Regions from separate parts of the Pan troglodytes genome. Here region 2 is linked to region 1. A link is a contact called in public Hi-C data. All regions are on one chromosome and are shown on one strand. Each heading gives the region's core, a stretch centred on a gene start, on an enhancer-like site or on the middle of the called end of the contact. The rest is flanking DNA. Distances are from core to core; before and after follow the strand shown. Region 1 overlaps PALLD (palladin, cytoskeletal associated protein). Region 2 overlaps PALLD (palladin, cytoskeletal associated protein).

Region 1 (6,223 bases), core at 1,626-4,125:
ACATAGGAAGAACATGGAGACAAATCAGTTTTTAAAATTATAACCGGGTTAGCTGAGCAATGTGAGACTGAACTTGCAACTTGCTGTGCTTGCTGGTAGTTGTCTACTGGTAGTCCCTTGTCCTAGAAAGATTACTAGACACTAACTGGTACACCAGCCTGCTGAGAACTGTGCTGAGAGAGAAGGGAAGACTGGAGTGGGGCTCCTAGGCACCGTCTTCAGGGCGAAGCCCCTTTCACTCCCATTCTGCCACCAACCCCTCCGATACAAGCAAAGTAAGGCTAGGTTAGCATAGCTTTCTGCTTGTCACACCTGCTGAATGAGCAGGATTCTGCCGTTTCTATCTTTAAGTAGAAACATTACCACTGATTTGTAGTCATCGCACTCTCCAGGAGTCCTTAATAAACTTTAAGATCATTACTGAGTCACTTAGCTCTTCTTTTTCTCTTCACAGAGTTACCAGTTTTCTGATCTCTCTTACAGACTTCCTTTCTAACCAGCAAAGCATGCTTGTGACTCTCCTCTCCTACTTCAGATATTGATCTCAGGGCTGAACATTCACATCCAGGGAGGCAAGACTCACTGCTTCTGAGCCCAAGAAATGGATCACCCTGCTGAGCACTGGCTCTGTAGCTCCTCGTTTCTTTCTCACTCCCAAATGCACTTGGACACTCTCTGGGGCCCTTTTCTGCACTGGGACTGTAAGAAAAGGGCTGATATTTTCTTTTCAAAATAGTTTAGATAGAGTCCTTCTGGAAGCAAGGAATATGACTAAGTGATTTCTTAAAGTCCCTTCCAGCCAGTGATTCATCAGACACAGAATTTTAAGCTGGAATGGCCTGTAATTTTCTGGGCCAAATGTCTCATTTTTGCAAATGAGGAGAGTGAGTTCTATAGAGGTTGAGAATTGTGAGGGCTGCTTGCTATGGTGGACAGATCATGAGATTTGAAGTTAGAAGTTCTGGGTTTTTTTGTTTATTTTCTGGGACAGAGTCTCATTCTGTCAGTCAGGCTAGAGGGCAGTGGCACAATAGTAGTTCACTGCAGCCTCGAATTTCTGAGCTCAAGCGATCTTCTCGCCTCTGCCTCCTAGGCAGCTAGGACTACAGGTACCCACCACCACACTGGGCTAATTTTATTTTTTGCAGGGATGGGGTCTCACTATGTTGCCCAGGCTGGTGTCAAAACTCCTGGCCTCAAGTGATCTTCCTGCCTTGGCCTCTCAAAGTGTTGGGATTACAGGCTCATGCTTATGAGCCACCGTGTCTCGCAGAAGTTCTGAGTTTGAGGTCAAATTCTACCACTCACATGCTTTGTGACCTTGAGCAAGTCATTAACCTCTAGAACTCCAGTTTCCATACTTGCAGAATGGAAATAACGCCACCTGCCCTACCTGCTTCCAAATGTGGTTCTGATGATCACATGTCATATTTAGGAAGGAAATGATCAAATGTAATACAGTGCTTTATTAATGTTACATTACTAAGTAGCTGGTTCAAGGTCACATAGTGGCAAAACCAGGATCCTCAATTCCAATGTAGTTTGATTTCCATCATACAATGCTGCCTTCTTGACATTTTTCCAATTCTATAAGATTTTCTCATCAGGTACCACACTAATTTGGTCTCCACATGCTTTCCTTTAAATCCCTGGACACACACACAGACTCAAACTGCGGGAATCCAGGCTGGCTCAGATGGATCACAGACCAGCAACCATGAAGGGTTGGTGGGAAGATCTCAGGCCTTCCATTACATCACAGTCATGGCCCTCAGACCCTGGGTTGATGGCTGCCAAGGGACTGGGCATGCTCACAAACATGCTTTCCATGGCACTTCTCTAGCTAGTGTCATAACACCAAATTGCAAGTTGGAGCTGGCTATCTGATAGCTTGTAATGGACTATTAGACTATGGCATATGCCTTGAGGAGTGAAATAGGATGAACCTGAGCCACAGAGTGAAGTGATAATAGATACTTTAAGTTCATGCTGGACAGAGATTTGGGAACCTGTTCAGAGGTAATAGGTGGTTTACTGTGCCAGTTTGTGGTAGCCCACATAGGAGAGGCAGGAGATGGCTGCTTAGTCTCACAAACGAAGTGTTGCACCCAAGTGTTATGTGTTCCCATGGACCGCTAATGAGAAGGAGCCCCTGGTCTCTGAGCCCTATCATCACCATTCTGGCATTGGAAAAGATCGACCATGCTTTATTTGGCCCCATTATTAATCGTAGGGTATATTGAACCCTTAGGAGGTTGAGCAAAACCATCTCTCCCAGTCAACAAGAGACATGGATACACTGTCAGTACTGATATGCTGTGGCCCTCGGGTACCCTGGGACAGACTGGCCCTTGTCTCTTTCATAACTGATGGCTTCCCAAGCTTGACATGAGAAAGAAAACTTCTTTCAGTTATTGGAGAGAGTTGGGTCTCTTCTCTGGCAATGGTATTTGGCCCTTGAAGAGCACAACAGATAAATCCTACGTTTTCCTGTTTTCTTTAAACATAAAAAGCTTTTCAAACTTTCAGAAATAATGGGGAGGTCAAGCATATAATAAATAGGGAGTACAGCTCTTCGCTCAGAGCAATAAAAAAGAAAAAAAGGGAAAAAAACACTGTGAGCTAGTTCAGCCAACAATTTCCATGTTTAAAAAAAAAGTTCAAGTTGGAGCCATGTGGTCTCAATAAAGTAGTAAAATATATTTTCTTTACCCTACACTTCATATGCCCATAACCTTCCTTTTAAATCATCTCTAACCAGCCCCAAATCACTCTGACCGCAAATCATTTGGTGGCTTTGGTCTCCAGGCGATGGAATGTGCTGGAGTAGACGGGGAGTCGCTACCAAGTGCGCTCTGAGGGAGCCTCCACTCCCCTCGCTCAGGCACACAGACCCCAGCAAAGTTTTGAAAAGGTTCTGCGCTGAGATAGCACATGACATCATAGCCCAATCATTCAGGAAAAAAACTGCAAGGCTGCAGAATAGCACAACATGCCACAAACCACAGTGGGCAGATAAAGTCGAAGAACAGCTTTTCTTACGAAAACATTCACAAATACCACAGGCAGCTGGCAGAGGCACATTTAATTACATTTACAGAAAAACCACTGTATCCATTAGCCCCACCGTCTTTGGGGCTGACCAACAAATGGGAAGGTCACTGAAGCCCGTCTTGGAAATTGAAAAGCCAGGAAAGCTCGAAGTTTATGTCATTACATTTTATAATATGTGTTACGATTAGAAATGACCCAACTGTAAAATCACTTGATAGGCTTTGAAAGGACGTCCAAGTGAACAAGACCTCAATCATAACCTATCTTTAAATGTACAGCTGAAGATTAAATGCAGCCCAAGGTGTGAGAAATCAATTATTCAATTCATGATTAATTTAAGAGACACCGAGCTTGTTCTGAGCATAAACAAAGCTCATGCAACTGCCATCTGCCATCACATCACAGGACCCAGTCTTGTCTCTTGCAAGTGCCATTGGAGCTTTTGTTTATTTATTATTATTATTTTTTTAAGAAACTGTTCAAAGAGCTAAGTATACAGACTTTGAAGGGATGGTAAATGTATTGGATGTGCCTTTAGGCACCTCAGAGAAACAAAGTTCAACATGCATTGGCAAAGTATGATTACAGCTTGATGGAAAAAAATTGTCCAAATAAAAATGCTATTTTACAGAGTAAACATCATCTTACAATAATTGCTTAAGTGGGAGTTTTAAAGAAAACTCTGCAGAACCTTCCATGAGACAAGAGGGATGTGTCTAAAAAGTCTCTTGTAGTTTCTAATTTTAGCCCTAGAGAGCAATCATTGCTATTTCTAGTCTGTGATTTCATTTAAATGAAGGGAGATTTTCAATAGCAAAAAGAAAAGAAAAAAGACTCAGAAAAACCATACAACAAATGTAAACACTGTAGTGATCAAAGTAGGTCTCTTTCCTAAAGGAACAATGAAAAATTATATAGTAGCTATAGACACTCATGTCTACTAGTTATGATCTTTTCAGAAACATGTTATTTTATAGCCTCCTAAGGTATCTGGCAACAATCTTTTCCATCAGACACCCAAGGATAACTTTCCATTTCAGTTGGGGGTGGGTAAGCTCAAATGCATGCTCATAACATCTTCATGTAACCCCTATAACAACCGTGGGGGGAAATGTAAGAGTCTTAGGTTACTGAAAATAACCTGTTTGCCATTATATGGGCAATTATAAGCTGGAACTTGCTTTTTTAAAATTGCTGGGTTCAGCAGAGATTTCCCATGGATTTATCGGCGACAGAAATAAACAAGCATTCCATTGAGCTCCACTTGGAAGTGTGAGAAGGGCTGATAGAAAGTCTTTTTCATCATGTGGACAGGAATTCAACTTAACCTACTAGGATGTTAAATTACACTCCAATATCCTGATGATTTTCTTAATCATCAGAAAGCTGAAATCATGCTGGTCCCTTGGAGGACAGCCCCCTTCTCAGGGGGTCTTCCCCGCTGCCCCTCTCCTAACATTCCATCACCCCTTTCCTTGTCAGTAGCCTACCTGCCAGTGAAGTGAAAGGTGACTTCAGCATTGTGGGGGTGTTCAGGTGCCAGGGTCTCTATGCTTGTAATGCAAATAGATTAGGGGAACTCTCTCTGTAAAAGTCATGCTGGTTACTTCTGGATTAAATAATTTCAGGAACTCACCAAAATTGGATATTTATAAGTGTCAGCAATGCTTTCCATAAAAACTAATGGAGAATGTCAGTTTTTCAGTCTTTCCATGGTAGAGGAGTCATCAGGAATGCATTCTTCCCTATTGTATTCTGCCTGCCACTTGTTCCCTAAGAACCACCGCCAACTGAATGCTAACAACAGGGACCCCGTCCAAAGGGAGAGGAGAACCGGGAAAGTAGCATTGGATTTGGTTAGACAAAGAACTGCAATCAAGTGAAATCCAAGAAAACAAACAAACAAGCAAACAATTTTGAGGCAACTGAAAAGCAACAGGTGTGAAAACGCCCAGATTTCTCATGGGAAAAATCACCAAAACCTTGTGAGAAACAAAGTGTTTCCAGCTAGACCTCATTCAGCAACTGAGCAGCTCTTAGGCTGTCAGAAATTGATTGCTTTGTGAAAGTTTCCTTCTATTTCAACCGAGGATGGAGCCGATTACAAAGTAATTAGAAAAAATACAAACTCTTTGGGCTCAAACCGCTGCAGGCAAGTTAAACACATGAAAGAGAAGCTTCTCTAAAAGTATCATTTTTTTTAATGAAAAAAAAGGGTGAGGTGGGTAGGAGAGATTATTCAACCTCACGCCTTTCTCCCCTCCCCCACCCTAACTCTAACAACAGAAAAGTCCCGCGGAGCAGGACCCGCCCCCGCCAACCCCCAAAGAGGAGTCCGAAGAAGGGATTAGGAAAACCGTGGCGGAACACGGTATTCTGAGTCCACTACAACTAAACACCCAAAACAGTACTCTTCGCACGAGTACTTGCATGCCACTGCCTGGAAAGGCTGCAAAGCTTTACTTCCTCCATGTCTACATAGATTTAATGCTGCCACTTACCAGTTGGGCGCAAAACGCCGTCTGCCCCCACTCCCAAACAAGCTCCTCTTGGGGGTCCTTCAGATCTCGCTTATTCCCAGCTTGCAACTTCTGGGCTCTGAATGCGATCTAGTTTGCAGAATGCAACGGAGAAAATTAACTGGCAGCCGCGCTGCCAAAAGGCCGGCCCCTTGCCTGCTGCGCTCGAGAGGTCCTGGGCCCCGCCGGCTCCCGGGAAGCCTCCTGGCGGCGCAGCGGCCACGACTCAGGCTCGGTGAGAGGCCGCCAGTCTGCAGCGCGCGAATGCGCCGCGTCTCGCCGAGGGGCGCGTGTGCGCGGAGTGTGTCGGAGAGCCGGGCTGCTGGGGAGGGGGAGAGGGTGTGTCCTGGGGAGGAATGCTGCTAAAGTCCAGAAATAACTCCCTTCACTCCATGCTCTTATCGCACTTAGGACGGCTTTTGCGTTGCCCAGGGGCGGGGGGAATTCTAAGAAGGTAACAGGCAAGTTCCACCGGCGATTTCTAAAGCCACTCCCCATTCAGCTGTGGTTTGAGGCATTCCCCAAAGACCTCTGTTCATTTAGGAAACGTTGCAGCTCTCAAGGGGGAAATCCAAGAGGCAGCTAGTAGTGAATTTGTATTACTGATAAAAGAAATCAACGTCCAGCTTGAGGTTCCTTCTGTACCCTTC
Region 2 (6,223 bases), core at 2,657-5,156, 190 kb before region 1:
AGCCCATCATTTTATTTACTCAAAGTAGAAGTTCTTCCTCATACCTTTGGTCATAGTCAAGAGAATTGTCATCTGCTTGGGATACTTTAGGTGTATTTTCAAAAACTTTCACTGAACACCTACTGAAGTAATGCAAGTTCATGCTTAAGAGCTCATGCTTTGGGTGTAAATCCCAAGGCTGATACTTTGTCTAAATCTCAACATACGCACTTGTGATGCATATGTATCCATATGCATAACTGGCACTATTTCTCCATGTTCTTTTCTAGTCCTCAAAGCATAGCTATACAAATAGCTTGCAGTTTCACAAGGTAACTATTATTTTATCATTTATCATAAACATTTTTGCCTTCATAGGTAGGCTTAATTGTTACTAGCTTTAATTGCTGCATAATATTCCATTGCTAGGTGTAAGGCTTTGGGGAAGTTATTTAACCTCTCTGTGCCTCAGTTTCCTCCTCTGGTAAAATGAGAATAATAGCACTGCACACCTCATTAATTGCTGCAAGGATTCAACGAGACTTTGGAAAGCATTTGGCACGGCGCACATGGCATTGCTGCCAATAAGTTTAGTTATTACTGAGAAACATGACTTCTGCCACTAAGGAGTTAACATTCTAAATAAGTAACTAGATGAAGCAGAATCACCTTGCCTAAGACAAGACTATAAATTGTCTAGAGCTCCTTCAAACTCTTAAGTCTTTCGAAGTAAGACTGATGGAAGTACTGTTTAAGTTCGCCACAGGAGAGGGGCAAGAAGGCAAAGGCAGTAAGTAGAGCTCTAGAGAACAGCCATTAAGGATTTAACTACTATTTTCAACAAAGGAGTTGGCTCTGGCATTAACTCTTTATGAGACCCTGCACAATTCACTTCGAGTCCTGTGTCTCCATTTTCAAATCTCCACTATAGAGGGTTGGATGAGATTACATTTAACATTCTATGATTACTCAATAGTTATTATAAGCCATCACAGGAAATTCTATAAATATATATTTACTCCTTTGCTTCTCCTCTGCTTTTTGACACCTGGGTGTGTAAATAATTTCTGCATTGTTCTAAGTCGCAATTATTTTTCCCTGGAAATGCAATAATTCAAACAAGCTGATTTATGCAAAATGCTTTCTAATCATTTGGAGTTCTTTATAATTACTCCCAGCAGTAGCGGGGTCACCAAAACAAAAGCACGGAAAGATTAAATGAACTGCTCTTTGTGAGAACAGTTTATTATGTGATCTCAATGTCAGGATTGGCTCCCAATTGCCATTCAGGGCTTTAGAAGGAGATCCTGATGCAGGTGCTCTGAATCTTCTCTTTAAACTGGGGTGCTGCTGATGACGGTGTTTAATCCTGGGCTGACTCTGCCAGTCTCTGGTTACCTCACATTATTCACAGCTATACCGGAGGAATCACACACACACACACACACAAATGGTCTCGGAGCCTCTGCAGTTACATTTTTGTGGGTGATTGTTTTTCTCTCAAAAGAATTACACTTGCTAATTTTAAATAATTGACATTTTGCTATTTTTGCTAGCTTTGCTATTTTTAAATAATTGACAAGTCAAATCAGTAAGTAAAGCAGTTCTGTAAATGGCAAAGTCTATTACAACATCACTAACTAGCTACACAAAACTTTGTGACTTATATTTGCTGGATAGGTAAACTCTGAAGCCTCAGTTCTTTCTGACTCTGGAATCCTGCCTCTTGCCTGTAAGCTTGTTCATCATCATCTTTTTTTGAAAGGCATTTATTATTAAAACACACAAAATAAAGATGACAAAAAATCTACCTCTATGTATAACACACTAGCACTATTTCACCATGTTCTTTTCTAGTCCTCAAAACATAGCTATACAGATAGTGTGTAATTTTACAAGGTAACTTTTCGTCATTATTGTATCATTTATCATAAACATTTTTTGCCTTCATAGGCTTAATCATTACCAGTTTTAATTGCTGCATAATATTGCATTGTTGAGATAAGAGAATATTCTGTGTATTTGACTTCTAAATTTTTTGTTTTAAAATTATAAAAAATATGCTATACTAAACATCTTCAGGCTTACACATTTCTTTTCCCATTTTGAGTTACTTCCTCAGGGCAAATACTGAGAAGTATGATTTTGAAGTCAAATACTCTTTTTACCACTATTTATTTATTTATTTGAGACAGGGTCTCACTCTGTTATCCAGGCTGGAGTACATGGTACAATCATGGCTCACACAGTCTTGACCTCCTGGGCCCAAGCCATCCTCTCAAGTAGATAAGACTACAGGTGTGCACTGCCACGTCTGGCTTTTTCGAAATATTTTTTTGTAGAGATGGAGTCCCATTATATTGCCCAGCCTGGTCTCCAACTCCTGGGCTCAAGTGATCCTCCTGCCTCAGCCTCCCAAAGTGCTGGGATTACAGGCGTGAGCCAGCAACCCAGCCTTTTCCCCCTGCTCTTGACATCTATTGCTAAATTGCTTAAAAAAAAAAAAAAAAGTCAACTAGTGAAGCATTGGTAGGATGGAGCTTGGTCATTAAAATGACTATTTGTGGGCATAACACTGTGTCTCATTTTAATTTTTTCTTTGTTTGTGATAATAAACATTTTGTCACAAGCCTGACATTTTCTTGAAGCATGATCAAGGTAGCTTATTCAATAGAGTTTATATTTCAGTTTAAGTGGGAGGCATGTTATTTTTGGACCCAGAATACACTACATTGTAAGATCATCTACATGCCGTGGTCAATCTTTGTGTGTTCCCTATTTTGCACTCCAGTTTAGCTCTCTACCTAAACTCTTCTGGGCAGGTTCTGGTAGTTTCTGATTCAAGTGTGGGCTGTCCAATTTTGTATTTTGCATGAGAACAGAAGGATAGATTTGTTCAACTGCCAATCCTAGAGTTGCCAACAATTTAGTTATTGAGGGCTTTCAAAAGTCTTACCCAGGATGAGTGTCTTCTATTTATTCCTAGTTGTGGACATAAGTAAATTGATTTCTTGGTTAATAGAAATAATTTCTCAATGTTGGTTTTGTAGGACAAAAAAAGGTTGTTTCAAATTATGTTTAGGAGTATCTGAAATTCTCCTTCCAAATCTTTGTTGTCTTCCACCCGTACTGCAAAAAAAGTATCAAAATAAGAGCAGCATTTATCCATAGGATCAGTGACATATTATTGGCCACTGTGGAGAGTTGGGGAGATGGTATTGAGAAGATTAAAACAAGTACTGACAGTTTCTTTGCGTAATTTGCCTCTTTTGACATCTTTTTCAGTAACTATCAACATATTTAAGTTAGACACTGTATCTAATGGACATTTAACTGATTTGTTAAGAGGTAAGATTTTTCTCAAAGGATACAATTATAATTCAGTGTTCAGGACATGTCTGAAAATGGGTTTCCAGATATTTCTGTTGGTTCTTGGAAACTTCCATCATCTTGGGCTAAAAGTTTCATGCATTACACATAAAGGGAATGTGATAGTGCTTCTAATGCACAACTTGCATTTTTCTATCTTTAACAAAAGCATGCTTATTATTGCCACTGCCACTAAAAGAGTTTCTAAACATCTCTTCAGACACATGTCTATAAAAAGCCAACAGAAAGGGATAGATACGATCTGTTTTTCTCACTCCAGCTGAAAGACCAGAGATACTTCTTTCCCTGTTTATTTTGTGGAACAAGTAAAACAAAAATCCTTTGCCCTTTTTTCTTTGCCTATTTTTACTCTCCACAATTGCCTTGAGTCCCTGACACACTTCTATTCTGAAATACTTCAGCACTCACTTCCTTATTTGGTCGCTGGAACTGCTCTTTGTCTTGTTCAAACATTCTGCTAAGCTTGCAGCCTCCCTTCACCCCCGCCCCTTGCCCACCACTCCCCCTTTTCTACACACACACACACACACACACACACACACACACACACACACACACACACACACGGGGCTGGCTCCAACAGGTCACTCTGACTCAGCCTTCTCTGTAGCTCACTAGCCAATCCCCCATCAGTTATGCCCATTTAAGGAGTACCTTTTGGAAACCATAAAGGACCAGAGAGTTTTCAGCTGTTTAAAAAGACTGCTATGTTGCATCACTGGAAGTCACCGCAAAGCATGTATTTCACACAATTGCCTTCATCCTATGGCAGGGTATGTATTAAAAACAACCACCACCAAAAAAAACCCAAAAACAAAACTCCAGGCTGCTTAATTAGTGGTTACTTTATTCCTCAGTGTTTTGGCAGTTAGATTTGGCTGATAGAGGCAGAGTTCACTATCTGGTTAGTTGTCAATGTTCTCTAATCTATGATTCATGCCAAGCACTCCAATCTCATACTTAAAAAATATATATATATATATACACACATACACATATAACATAGGCCTAAGTAGATGTGCCAATAACACAAAGTAAAGCTCTGGGTTCCTAAGCGAAGAACACACATTTTCAATAAATGTTCCCTTTGCTCTCTTGAGTTGAAAACAAGCAGGCATTTGGAGTGCTGAAGGCTATTTTCTGGTTTCTCTGCTCAGATGTGAGTGAGGAAAGCACGGCTCTCTGCATTCCCTATTTAAGAAAGAGCTGTAATGGTCCCATCCAATAACACAGAGCAGTGTTTCCTTACATATAAACAACTGAGAAATTCCTTGGGCAAGCACATAGCCTTTTGGTTCCTGGAACAAAGCGGATGGTGGTATTCATTATGTCAAATAAACACATCATCCACACTCCAAAGGGAAACCTGAAACAATAAGCTGAACAAAGCAGTTTTCAAGGTTTTAATCCTCTTGCAATTAGCCCTTGTCTAACTCAACTGAAAAATTAAGAGTGAGCGATTTTCCCAGAAGAAAGTACCCTTAAGTGATTAAATATCCACAGTTTGTTCCCAACACTTGTTCTGAAAAAGAATTGGAGCTCGTTTTCAGAGGCAAGTAATCTAAACATACAGGATATCCTATCGCTTAGTATTATTTCTCATTTAGCCACCGAAAATGGTCTGTACCTTCCCTCGTCCACTGTGTTAATTCCTGCAGCCCTGTTACTGGGCAGGCATTGGGCTATCCACTCCAACCAACCTTTACAGTTTCCACTTTGATCAGAATAAGCAGCAGATCAAATCCTATAGGAAGCACGTTCTCTCCCTGCCTTGTTACCATTCAGTTGATTTTGCTTATTTGTGTTCACCATGGTGACCAATGTGGAAATAGTGTTTAGCTTATGAAATTCCCAAAGTGTATTTCCCTATTTTATGGAGGACAGTTTTAGACCAGCTTGGATGCATTCTTGTTGGAGGAAGACTCAAATCCTTCTTGGATATAGGCAAGGTGTAAGTGACAAATATACTTTCAACTATTTCCACCAGTTAGAATCTCAACGAGCCTGGATGTGCCTTACAAAGTGACTTGTAGGTTCAAACTTGTTTAGGTTTTAGAGCACATGGAAGTTGTGAATGTTTGCACACTATTACACTTCATTCTATTACAGGAGCACCAAGCAATTCTGCTAAAAGAAAATGATGCTAGTGTATGCCTGCAATATTGAAACAGTCACAAGCATATGTCCATGAGAAATGAAATCTGTCAAAGCCCTTCCAAGTTAATTTTAAAATGTTTACATTTGCTCATTCATCTTGTTCTTGAAAAGAAAAATGACAGAGGTCACTAAAAGATTAAAATATTCGCTGGGCACAATGGCTCATGCCTATAATCCCAGCGCTTTGGGAGGCCGAGGCAGGTGGATCATTTGAGGTCAGGAGTTCAAGACCAGCCTGGCCAACATGGTGAAACCCCGTCTCTACTAAAAATACAAAAATTAGCAAGGCATGGTGGTACACAACTGTAATCCCAGCTACTTGGGAGGCTGAGGCAGGAGAATTGCTTGAACCCAGGAGGTGGAGGTTGCAGTGAGCCGAGGTGGTGTCACTGCACTACAGCCTGGGTGACAGAGCGAGACTGTGTCTCAAAACAAACAAACAAACAAACAAACAGAAAAGATAAAAATAGCCATTGTCTTTTAGGAGAAAAATTTTAAATTGAGAAAATTATAGACATTCGGGAAAGAGGGTCACTGTTCACTTTCAGCCCAGTGTCTTGGGAAGCATCACTGGAGAACTGTTGGAATCAAGAACCTAGTCCAAGACTGGGCTTAGAGACCTGCACTCTCCTGCCATTTTTGCTGCAACGCAGTTATGTCGCTTTTGAGGAAGTAATTTCGTCCTATGAACCTTATT

What was found. Hi-C and Micro-C count contacts between places; a contact is called where the count stands out from the background.
Region 2: a Hi-C map of stem cell-derived neural progenitor cells shows a contact between it and region 1, with 2.2 times the contacts expected there. The contact joins two enhancer-like sites. A contact is called at or near these places in 1 of 7 Hi-C or Micro-C datasets (stem cell-derived neural progenitor cells) and 1 of 1 datasets of contacts at active chromatin or transcription factors (stem cell-derived excitatory neurons).

The regions. Positions count from the first base shown.
Region 1 is chr3:170,295,908-170,302,130 of NHGRI_mPanTro3-v2.0_pri, reverse strand. The region is part of intron 2 of PALLD (palladin, cytoskeletal associated protein); the gene reads right to left. Among named protein-coding and RNA genes, the nearest start is that of PALLD, 140 kb to the right of the region's middle. Within about 2 kb of position 2,875, at least 3 of the 24 cell types and tissues checked have an H3K27ac peak or open chromatin away from gene starts, as enhancers often do. A contact at or near this core is called in stem cell-derived neural progenitor cells, where this site is marked.
Region 2 is chr3:170,483,439-170,489,661 of NHGRI_mPanTro3-v2.0_pri, reverse strand. All of the region lies in intron 10 of PALLD (palladin, cytoskeletal associated protein), which reads right to left. Among named protein-coding and RNA genes, the nearest start is that of CBR4, 210 kb to the left of the region's middle. Within about 2 kb of position 3,906, at least 11 of the 24 cell types and tissues checked have an H3K27ac peak or open chromatin away from gene starts, as enhancers often do. A contact at or near this core is called in stem cell-derived neural progenitor cells, where this site is marked.